Linked DNA regions of Mus musculus: all the other regions are linked to region 3. Evidence: chromatin contacts called from public promoter capture Hi-C data. All regions are on one chromosome and are shown on one strand. The core of a region is the stretch at or near the end of the contact, and the rest is flanking DNA. Distances in the headings are between cores, read along the strand shown.

Evidence for each region. Promoter capture Hi-C pulls out the DNA fragments that hold promoters and counts their contacts.
Region 1: a contact with region 3 is called in a promoter capture Hi-C map of the C10 cell line, with 2.1 times the contacts expected there. The contact joins the enhancer-like site here to the promoter of Tmco3 in region 3. A contact is called at or near these places in 5 of 39 promoter capture datasets (the 3T3-L1 cell line, the C10 cell line, hippocampal neurons and 2 more) and 1 of 9 other capture datasets (pancreatic islet).
Region 2: a contact with region 3 is called in a promoter capture Hi-C map of pre-B cells, with 4 times the contacts expected there. The contact joins the promoter of Champ1 here to the promoter of Tmco3 in region 3. A contact is called at or near these places in 5 of 39 promoter capture datasets (the 3T3-L1 cell line, the C10 cell line, cranial neural crest and 2 more), 1 of 484 Hi-C or Micro-C datasets (muscle stem cells), 1 of 115 datasets of contacts at active chromatin or transcription factors (fibro-adipogenic progenitors) and 1 of 9 other capture datasets (liver).
Region 4: a contact with region 3 is called in a promoter capture Hi-C map of pre-B cells, with 4 times the contacts expected there. The contact joins the promoter of Fbxo25 here to the promoter of Tmco3 in region 3. A contact is called at or near these places in 4 of 39 promoter capture datasets (the 3T3-L1 cell line, hippocampal neurons, liver and 1 more), 2 of 484 Hi-C or Micro-C datasets (erythroblasts and uterus), 1 of 115 datasets of contacts at active chromatin or transcription factors (astrocytes) and 2 of 9 other capture datasets (adipose tissue and liver).

Annotation. Positions count from the first base shown.
Region 1 is chr8:13,922,596-13,925,295 of GRCm38.p6, reverse strand. It overlaps Fbxo25 (F-box protein 25), which reads right to left. Exons shown (of 10, transcript NM_025785.3): 5 at 1,279-1,371. Among named protein-coding and RNA genes, the nearest start is that of Fbxo25, 16 kb to the right of the region's middle. Within about 2 kb of position 1,300, at least 5 of the 459 cell types and tissues checked have an H3K27ac peak or open chromatin away from gene starts, as enhancers often do.
Region 2 is chr8:13,868,263-13,870,962 of GRCm38.p6, reverse strand. It overlaps Champ1 (chromosome alignment maintaining phosphoprotein 1), which reads right to left and starts at 1,322. Exons shown (of 2, transcript NM_181854.2): 1 at 1,152-1,322.
Region 3 is chr8:13,286,571-13,289,270 of GRCm38.p6, reverse strand. It overlaps Tmco3 (transmembrane and coiled-coil domains 3), which reads right to left and starts at 1,258. Exons shown (of 13, transcript NM_172282.2): 1 at 884-1,258. It overlaps Dcun1d2 (DCN1, defective in cullin neddylation 1, domain containing 2 (S. cerevisiae)), which reads left to right and starts at 1,145. Exons shown (of 7, transcript NM_001024504.2): 1 at 1,145-1,467. The coding sequence starts at 1,465.
Region 4 is chr8:13,906,248-13,909,037 of GRCm38.p6, reverse strand. Fbxo25 (F-box protein 25) reads right to left here and starts at 1,299. Exons shown (of 10, transcript NM_025785.3): 1 at 1,175-1,299.

The sequences.
Region 1 (2,700 bases), core at 51-2,550, 640 kb before region 3:
CCCTGTGATCTGAAACAAGACCCTTCATCCCTCATGTTGCTTTTTGTCAGAGTATTTCATCGCAGCACCAGGAAGCTGACACCCAGCCAGCAGGGCAGGGTTAATTATCTTCTGAATAGGCATAAGTCCTGACTCTTTTAAGAAAACTTCTTATTTAGAAACAGAATAAGTCACTTCTACTTTTTTTTGGTTTTGTTTTATTTTTAAAGATTTACTTATTTTATATTTTATGTATATGAGTGCACTGTCACTGTCTTCAGACTCACCAGGAGAGGGCATCAGATCCCATTACAGATGGTTGTGAGCCACCATGTGGTTGCTGGGAATTGAACTCTGGAAGAGCAGTCGGTGCTCTTAACCACTGAGCCATCTCTCCAGCCCCCGTCACTGTCACTTCTACTTTGTAAAGAGGATTATTTACAGAGGTCTTTTAGAGCTGGCAGCACTGGTACTGTGAGCGCTGGCCTGTGTCCTCCCTGGATGCTTAACTCCTCCACTCCTAAACAAGGTCCATCACCAGGGCAGCGGACTTGGATGCCCTGCAGGAGGTCAGGGGCCACTGCCCTGTGTACACTGGACACCAGAAGACGCCGTGGCTGCCTCGCCTGCACCCACCCGTGCTGTCTAGAATCACACATTACATATCACACTAGCGGAGGTCAAGAGCCATCCAGTCTCACATCTCTGTCCTGCAGCAACACTTCTAACCGCCTAGGAGGCAGTGAGAGTCTTCTGGCAGCACTGGGAACGGGCCGGCCGGTGTGAAGCCTGACTGGTGCTTTACCCACAATGCAGTGGCGTGGATGAGCCACAGACAAAAGCAAACTGCATGAGAGCTATCACAGCAAAGACCTCGCCCTTCTGAAGATCGCCCAAGGCAGAAACTCCTCAACAGCCGTCAGTACTGCAGGGAGACTTTCTGGAGTTCTAGTCCTTATGAAATCCTCTTGTCTACTGGCCAGTTGTTCCTGTGTATACAACAAGGCTCATTCCGGGTGAACACGAGAAGTGGAACATGCATGTGGAACCATCAGGGGTCCTCATGAGCTCAAACGTGGGAGGCATTTCCAAGAAAAGGACCCTGCAATGTCTTAGTTCCTGTGGCCTCTGGGACTTGCAACTGTGACCTAAGTGTTGCAACCCCCCTCCATATCTTCTCCTGAGCTGTCCCTTTCCTTTCTGTACATAGACAGGTGACCCGTTATGTAATCTCATACCTGTAACCTTCAAACTAGTCATTCGGGAGTCATCAAAGCTGCTTCCGCAAGAACCACTTACTTTGACCACGTAAGTGAACCTCCTGATGTCCTGAATGGCACTTGAGAAGTCTAGCCGGTTGAAGGCTTCTCCCAGGGTGCAGTAGCCATGCCTCTACAAGACATCAGACAGGCAGGGACGTCAGCCAGCCAAGGAAAGTCAGTCAACATCTGACACCGGCTAGGGCATAAAAGCCTCTAGTGAAAGGTATTTGTATTAGTTCTAAAACCCATGTCAGACATAAATGAGAACAGAGCAAAGACAGCAATACTAAACGTAAGCCAACTGTGTGTTACTGAGACAGGAGGCACGGCAGTTTTTCACATTGCTGCTAGAGTGAGTACTAGTGAAACTCCACTCTGCTTTCTGTTGCTGGGGACAAGGGGGAGGGGGTGGGAGGACAGGAGGCCTCGGGATCTGGTGCTGTACACACTCAGGGAGCAATTCTCTGCAGGGAATTCTCACTGCTCTGCTGGAAATGTGTCCAACCACCAAGGAGTGAGCCTTACGGGGGCCACTGGCAACCGGAGGCATCTCTGAAAAACAGGTGTGAGCAGGCCTGAGGGTATATGACCCAAGCTGGGATCATGTGAGCTGAGCACGCCAAAAGCCAACTACTACAATGAGATACAGAGGTCTGGGAATCAAGGGTGAAATATAAGTAAACTATTGGCATTCTGTCTGAAATCTCTTTTGTTTTCTGTATCGATCTGTATGGATTTCACCTCAGGTCAGGACAGATCTTAAAACCTTCCTTCTGCATCTGAAATACGTACACTACACAGATTTCCAGTTGAGAGTTTTGGGGGCAGGTGAGCTGCAGGGCAGTAAGGAACCACAGGGGACTCTGAGTGAAAGGTTGCCAGGGCTGCTGAGGAGCAGTGGAGACAGCAACGGATCTGTTGATCGCGTGGGGAGACGACACAGCTCTAAGAACAGCCCTAACGTGTACAACCCAACCACACACTCACAGGAAACACTGAGACCCACGTTTTCTCAGTGTGTGCAACACACCAAGCACTGCTGTGGAGTTGTGGGGAACAAAGGGTAGAGCACAGTGTAGAATCTGAGGTATATCTCACTTTAAGGAAAAACCTTATGGTGGTGAGGACATCTCTCCGCGGTGACGACCCTCACACAGTACAAGGTTAGCATGTACTCAGGAGCACCTGTCTGCAACGACCTGGGTCACTACAGGGATGAAGGATGGCACAGGATGCCTTGGCAATCTCCTAACATCAGACCCCATCCCACGAAGTCACAGGACACCCTGGCAGTCTCCTAACAACCTCCCCTTGTTGCTTTTCCCAGATGGAATCCACACGACTCACAAAGTAGGGGCGATATTTAATTGAGCTTGGCTTTGTACAATTAGGTTAGCTCTGACAGTCTTTCAGTAGTATGTATGTCAAGGACTGGACTCATTGGACAACCACTTTAAGG
Region 2 (2,700 bases), core at 73-2,572, 580 kb before region 3:
TTTTTTAAAAAAAGATTCATTATTATACATAAGTACACTGTAGCTGTCTTCAGACACCCCAGAAGAGGGCATCAGATCTCATTACAGATGGTTGTGAGCCACCATGTGGTTGCTGGGATTTGAACTCAGGACCTTTGGAAGAGCAGTCAGACCTCTTAACCATTGAGTGATCTCTCCAGCCCAAGACTGTTTTTTCTTATTATTATTTTATTATATATAAGTACACTGTAGCTGTCTTACAAATGGTTGTGAGCCACCACGTGGTCACTGGGATCTGAACTCAGGGCCTTTGGAAGAGCAGTCAGTGCTCCCAACCACTGAGCCACCATCTCTCCAGCCCATAAGACTGTTCTTTATGAATAGCCTTTTTTTTTAAGGTTATACATTTTTGACTGGTTGTTTTTCTTTAAAAACTACAACAACAACAACACAAAGCACAAATAACCCTTACGTTTCTACACGTTTTCCAATTCCATTAACAACTTGTGTTGATCAGTGAGCTAATTTGTAACAAGTGTCACTTTTTTGTTCCCAAGTCCTGGGATGGAACCCAAGGCCTCACTCTTGCTAAGCACGGGCTCACCATCGAGCCGCAGCGTCAGCCTAATTTAGGAGATCCACAGTTTACAGGAGAGACAGTGCATGGCCACGTGTGTGCCACTAACAGTGTAGCTAATGGCTCTGAGTTCCTTGTGTTCTTGACAAGCAAGATCCGTTGACCTGGGGGTAGAACTTCTGGGCACCGAGCGATCTTTAGATTAATTAAATGTTTGGGAATACTAGATTGGCACCGGTTTACACTCCACAGTCAAGTGCCAAAGCGCTGGCCCTTTCTCGGGAAAACACCCCGCTAGGCTGCAGCCATCCATCCGAAAGGGTACCTGGGCGAGGCTAAGCCCGGATACGGTCCACGTCCAGAGACCTTCGGAGCCTCGGGACAGCAGCCCTAAAGCAGATTCCAGACCGATACCGCCCCCTCCCATCCTGTGCGCCGCCACGCAAGAAAAACACAAGGCTGGCCCCGGAGGCGGAGAGCAAGGATGAGGCCACCGGGCGCTCCGGCCTCCAGGCCGCGCCAAGCGCACCACGGCGCCCGCCCTCCCGCCGAACCCTGCAGCCCGTACCGAGGCGCCCGCCCGCCCGCTCCTCACCATCCGGCGAGGCGTCCTGAAGTGAAGAGGAGGAAACGCCCACAGGAAACTCTGGGCTGGCTGTGCGGCCTCGGGAATGGCGGCTGGACGCAGGACCAGCCGGGAAGTACCGCGCGCTCGCACCGGAAGTGCCGTCGCGTGCCTCCGGGTCGCCCCCTTCCCCCGGCCCCTAAGGTTCCCAGCTGGGCTGTGCCGGAGGAAGCAAGGGCCCAGCCCCAGGCCTGGGCTTCTGTCTCTTTGCTTAACCCCTCTTTTGATTGTTTGGGTTTTTTGTTTGTTTGTTTGTTTGGTAGGTTCGTTTTGATTATTTTTGTCTTTTGATTTGTTCCTTCCTAATAAGGATGCGTTCATTCATTCATTCCAATAAGACATACTGTCTAAACTAGAAATACAAGGCAAATACAAAGCTTTTCGAAGGCAGTAAACAGGTTTCATGTCTCCAAACACAAAACTCTAAAAATTGGCTTCAATTGCAATTGAAATGTATTCACTTTTAGTTTTAGTATTAGTCTGTTTGCTTTGAAAGATTGTGAGGACCTAGTTTACCTTACTTTATACACCTATGTAATTTCTTAAGCTTTTGCCTTTTTGTTGTTATTGGTGGTGGTAGTGGTTTGATTCCTTGCATTTTGGACTTGAATGATGATAGAAATGAACCCAGGGCCACCTTATTTAAGCATCCCACGCTGTCTGACACATAACACATTAGTGACTTTGTTTTTTTTTAAGACCGTCTCTCCCTATGTAGCCCTGATATCCACCTGTCTCTGCCTCCTTTCAGGTGCTGGGCTCAAAGGCACGAGCCACCACAAGCATTCCTAACCCACTTTTGGGAATCCATGACCGTTTGCACCAACAGTCACTGTCTAAGAGTCAGCAAGCACACTTCTTGATCCCAAGTGCTGGGATTAAAGGTGAGTGCCGCTAGGCATGGTGGTGCACGCCTTTAATCCCAGCACTCGGGAGGTAGAGGCAGGCAGATTTCTGAGTTTGAGGCCAGCCTGGTCTACAAAGTGAGTTCCAGGACAGCCAGGGCTATACAGAGAAACCCTGTCTAGAAAAACAAAAAAAATCAAACAAACAAAAAAAAAAATGAGTGCCACCACTGCCCAACTTGTTTTCAATTTTTGAGGTGCTGGAAGTCTAACCCTTGTTATTCTAAGTGAGGATGTTTGGCACCTTCAAGGAACTTAGGGGAGGAAAGGGTTTACTTTATAAGATACTGAGGAAACTCAAGGCAGGAACCTTGAGTAAGCAGAGACCTTGGTGCTATTCCTAGCTGGCTTTCTTCTAGATGGCTTGTTACCTTCCTTATACAGCCTAGGCCCACCTGCCCAGGTACGGAACAGCCCCCAGTGTGTGGGGGTCTCCCCACATAAGTTAGCAATCAAGAAAATGCTCCACAAAAATGCCCACTAGTGCTCTTACACTCTTGCCTCTCTTGCCTCTCGCCCCCTTGTTCCTCATCTCTCCCCATTCCCTTCCCCTTTCTCTCCATATGTTCATGGCTGGCCTCTGCTTCTCTGCTCTCTCCTTCTCTCTGCCTCTC
Region 3 (2,700 bases), core at 9-2,508:
AGGAAGATAAGTCAAACAGAGGCAGAGCAAACAGCCTATATGACTTAGAACCAATGAACCATGGCTTCTTGGTGGTGCCCAAAGGGCTGTTCAAATAGCTACTTTATTTGTTCAGGAGGTGCCAACTTAAATCCACAAAGAGAGGAGACACAGAGCCTACTCACTAGCCAGCTGCTTGTTCTTTTTTTAGTTAGGGAAGCCAAGGAGGAGAAAAAGATCTATGAAGAAAGAGGCCCTTTCATCAGTAGCAAACACTTCTCTGGTAAGTAAGCAAATCTACATTGCACCCCAGGAAGATGAGATGGATGCTGACAATAAATAAACGAGAGGTTAAACCCACTGGGCCAGAGTGACCTTCCCTGTCACTTTCAACTTACTTGATTGGTTTTACCACCTAAATTAAGAAATTAATGTGTAAACCATCTTGGTTTGATTGTTGACTCTGCCAACCTCCCTGGCTGTATAAGCTTAAGTCAAGTGTTGCAGGGCACCCACATCCCTTATTGAAAGAGACAATCTTGGGGCGTCTTTCCAGGTTTATCTTTAAGAAGAGGCTGTCTGCGGGCAGCCTCACGGGGCGGGACAGAGAGACTACAAAAAATTACAGGGAAGAACAAAAAAACGGGAGGCTCGGGGAGCTGAACCTCCGAGTTTAGGTGAAGTCTTGGAAACGGTTGTCTTCCCCCATACCCCGAAAGAACTTCTAGGAAAAGACCCTCCACCCCCTGGAAAGTAGACAAAGGCAGTCTCCTAGGAAGGATCCCCTTTGGAAGAGACAAACCAAGAAGGAGCCCCGGGTAGGAGTCGCCAGGATTGAGCAACCCGGATGAGGACCCCGGTGGAGCGCATCTCAGGACAGAAGTCCCGCAGCTGCAGAGCTTACCCCGATGGAGGAGGCCGCTCTCTGGACATGCGACCTCAGCATCACTGTCCCCGATCGAGAGTTCCCCGACGCAGCGAACCTCAGGGCCGCCAAAGAATTGCCCTCATCTCTTTCCTGGCCTCGGGACCAGGACACCGAGGACGGCACCGCCCTCTTCTTACTTCAGGCGCTTCTGACGCGCAGCTGGAAAGTAGGTGCGGCTCCTTTAAGCAGGCTGCCGATGGACAGCTCCGTCGTCCTTCGCGCGGCGCGATGCACGCCGGGAACTGGAGTCCCGGGAGCCGGCCGGCCAGCCAGCTTCCAGAGAGTGCGTAAGCCTAAGAGCCTCAGAACAGCAACAGCCTCCGAGAGAGGTTACGATGTGACCCAAACGCTGTGCCTCGGAGCTGAGGGGCGCCTGTCCACGCTGCACGCGGAGAGCCGAAGACGGAGCGAGCCCCCCCAGTCACCTGAAGGGAGCGTTCGAACACTGCGCCTGCGCAGAGCGCCTGCTGCTAGCCGCCGCGGCAATCGCCTGCGCAGAGGAAGAGCGGCGTGCGCTTGCGCAGAAAATTGAAGTCGCTTCGGCAGCCTTGGGGAGCATGGTAGGTGGCTAGCTTTGCGCTCTGCAGGTGCGGGCCAGAGCCGGGCGCGGAGGTCACCTCTCTGTGGCGGCATTAGGATAACCGAACCGAGAGGCCGGGCGTGCCCGTCGTGGTGTTGAGGGAGGGCGCGGTTGACTTGGAGTAGCATGGTGTGAAGAGGGGTGTGAGGAGCCCAGTTGGATCTCCGGGGAGGGCAGCGGCGCCGGGTCAGCTGGGTGCTGACCGGACCGGAGGGCGGGACGGGGCTGTGCGACGGGTGACAACCTGCCTGCTGGGCGGAGCCGTCCCGCTTCTGAGTGGACAGTGACGCCGATTGGGGCGGAGCTGGCAGAGCTTTGAAGCCGTCAGCCCGGGGAGGTTTGTGGAAGAGGTGGAAGGACGCGATCCCCGGAAGGTGGTGCGCAAGGCTCCGCGGGGTTAGCATGGTTTGCGATCCGCTCAGCTCTCGCCGCGGCGAGGATATCCCCTACTCGCCCGCTCTCTTCCTGAGATCAGGCTGGGAATCCTGGAGGCGGGGAGGGACCGACTGGACGCCCTGGAGGTAGAGGAGGGTTTGCCTAGTAGAGCCGTGCAAAGGCCTGGACCGCGGGAGGACGCCTGACAGTCCCATTCCTTGGGTCTCGGGGTAGCCTTGCTCCGAGAGGATGCAAGCGAATGGGAGCCGAGGAAGACAAGTTTTGTCTCTGTCCTGGGAGAGATGTCGGCTTGGCTTGGTTTGCGTAGAGGAAACAGGGGAACTGAGGACCGAACCCTGGGGAGGGAAGAGGGGATGGAACCAATACCGAGAAGGACGAGGCTGGAAAACTAAAAGGTTTGAACCTAGAAATCAAGAAATAATGGAGAAGAGCTGCAGAAAGACTCCTCTGACCAGCTGCTAGCAGACTTCAGCGGCCAAGCCACTCACCTGCGCTCTTGGACAGGAACGTCACTGGGGAAGGAAATGTTGGGAGGCTCAAGATTTGGGAACACTTGGACTTGATGCCCTCATTTCCAGGCTTGCACATGGCAAAGCACAGTCAATCTGTAGTGGGCCGCAAATCTGTTTGAGCAAATGTTTGTCCTATGAGCCCTTTGAAATTGACCATAAGAGGAGGTATTTTGCTAAGTGTCTGTGGAAGGACATTTTACAGATGCTTTCTAAAATCTTATATGGGAGCACTCTTGTGCCTAGGTTGTGTGTTATTCTTCACAAGATAACATAAAGTGTATGAAACTTTTCGTACCAGCTTCTGT
Region 4 (2,790 bases), core at 50-2,549, 620 kb before region 3:
ATTTGTAAATTACATAAAAAAATAATCGGATTGTACATCAATGGCCTTCATCTTCAAAACAAACGCTTTGAGCGTATAGCAGGGGCATTATAATAAAACAGTTTATAACAAAAATAGCAAGGCAGGTTCACTTTTGGAGAAAAAAAGCTTCACTCTTATTTTTTCATTTAAAATTTCGAGAACGATAATCTCCATTGTTCTAGAGTAAGAAAGAATGTATGGCCTGGGCTGGAGAGATGGGTCAGCGGGTTAAGAGCTCACTCACTGTAACTGCTCTTGCAGAAGACCCCGCCCTTGGTTCCCAGCAGCCAAGTCAGGCAGCTGACACCATAACTCCAGCCCATCAGGATGGAAGCCTCTGGTCTCCCCAGGCACTCGTGCATGTGCCCACACACAGGCTCACTCATAATTAACAGTAACAAATCCCTTTTTAAAATGAAGCCCATCTTCAACCTAGTAAGCATTTGATTTTTCCGCTGCTCTAGCTTTCTTACAAGATTTTCAAGTAAATTAAATTCCAACAACTTGGATCAAACGTGAAGAGTTTGTATAGGTGGGTAAATTTGATTGTGAAAGATCATATAAAAAAACAAACAACAACAAACAAACAAAACCACTGTATATTTAGGCTGAATGTCAGAAATGGGGTTTACTCCAAGGAATCTAGAGAGATCATCACAGATGCTTCGTAGTAGGACAACATGCCCAGGAACGAAGGAAAACGGAATGTGAAGGAAATGGGGGATCTTTTCTGATAATGGTGGGAAATCAAGCCTTGGCGCTGCAGGTAAAAGGGTGGGGGGTGGGGGGCCTTCACAGGGACAGTTCTCCAGACGTCTGAGTTCTGGGGAGTTTGAATAGGCCCAGGGATGGAGATGGAACTGCCCTGGAACAGAGGCAGAAAGGAGCTGTGAGGACAAAGATGCAAATTTCGCGTGCCTCGCGGCGAGCGCACACGCCGGCCTGAAGGATGGTGCACACACAGGTGTGCACGGGAGGCCGCACGGACCCGCAGGGGACAGGCCGGCGGCGGTGGGGGGCGGACGCCTGCATCTACCGAGGTTGGACGAGCCCACAGCCCGCTCGGGGCCCCCGGAGCAGCACGGCGGACATCGGAGGGCGAGCCAGGGACGCCCTGCCCGACTGCCCCTCCCCGTCCTGAGGCCCTTCTCACCTGCGGGTCCCTTCCAGACGAGACAGCCACCAACCACACCGAGCCGCAGCGTCCAATTATTGCCGGAAGCCGTCCGCCTCCCGCCGAGGGCCACCGCTGGACGCCCCGCCTTGGCGTCCCGCTGATTGGCCGGAGAGGAGCCACGTGATTCGTGTTGCTACCCGAACTCGGAGGCCTCGGGGCGCGCGTGCTCAGTGAGCACAAGCCCCACCCACCCATCCTAGGCGCCCCAGGGTCGGTTCTGGTGGTTTTTTTTTTTGACCCGCCTTGTTGGCATTGCCCAAGTTGTCTGGCGGAACCCGTGTGGTTAGCCTCAGTTTCCAGACGTCCTCTCCGGACCTACAGACCTCCCTTGCGCCGGGCTGGGGCTAGCAAGGACACCGCTGGTCTACACTCGGGTCCCTCACCTCACTGTCCCATTTACCTGCCTGCCTAGCTAGGCATCTGTGAATGCAAGGGTCTGTTCGGACTGCCCCAATCTCCTACACGCCAGAGTCTTCTTGCTCGTAGCCCTGGGGCTCAAAGACAGTCTTGCTGACCTGCAGCCTAGAATGGCTTTCAGTTCCTAGAAAGCTGGGAAAGCAGTGTCAACAGGTGGAATGTTTTCCAAATAGGTAGTATAGGGTCTGTAGAAAGGAGAGGGAAACTGGACCACTGCAGGTTGTGGAGCTCTTCTGCCTTGATAACAAAACGGAACTAGGAATGGTTCTTACCCGAGTAAACAAAAATATTTTAAAGTGCCTAGTGTGTAATGAGCAAAAACATATATATTCAGGTTAGTCTTTTACATTTTTAAATAGCAGGTATTCATATTTGAAATGTATTATGTAAATAATTTCTGACGTGCTTTTAGTCTAATAGTGTTTTGCGCTATACACTTTAAAAATACTAGACCAATTATGGGTGGAAGTCAGCATTATTCCGTCCACACACCTAATCTAGGCGTGTGGCTCTCGATTCTAAACCATGCCCAGTGGCTCTGTGCTTTTGTTTATTGAACTTGTAGAGGTGTGTTTGCAAGCAAAGGCTAACCTTAATTCAGACTGTTTGAAGTTTTTGTCGCTGTTACCAAGCCAAGATAATAAGTGAACAGAGACAATAAGATAGAGCTGTCCAGCTTCCAGTGGGGTTTGTCCTGATAAACCCATGCAAGGTGAAAACACTAAGTCCAAAGTGCACCTAATACACGCAGCATAGGTTATACCCAGCCTGCCACAAACCCTCAGAACATAGAAAACCTATGATCAGGTGAAAGTATTTAACAAGGTCTACTTAAAACCGAGTTTAGAGCCAGTGAGATGTCTCAGCTGGTGACAGTGCTCCTGTGGAATCCTGGAAACATGAGTTTAACCCTGGGATCCCATTTGGTGGAAGGAAAGCACTGACTCCCGTAATTGTCCTTTATGCACCTTGCCTGATCAAAAGGAAATTTAAAAGCTATTTTAAAGTATGTTAAATATGTTGTGTGGCTAGGTATGTCCTCTGAATTGAAATCTTCCCTCCTGGAGACAAGAATAGGGCACCCAAGACTCAGAGGCAAAGGAAACCTAAAGGGTGGGAAAGCCCCTGAAAGAAGATTCACAAAATTCCCACCCAAGATTAAATAAACAGTAGCA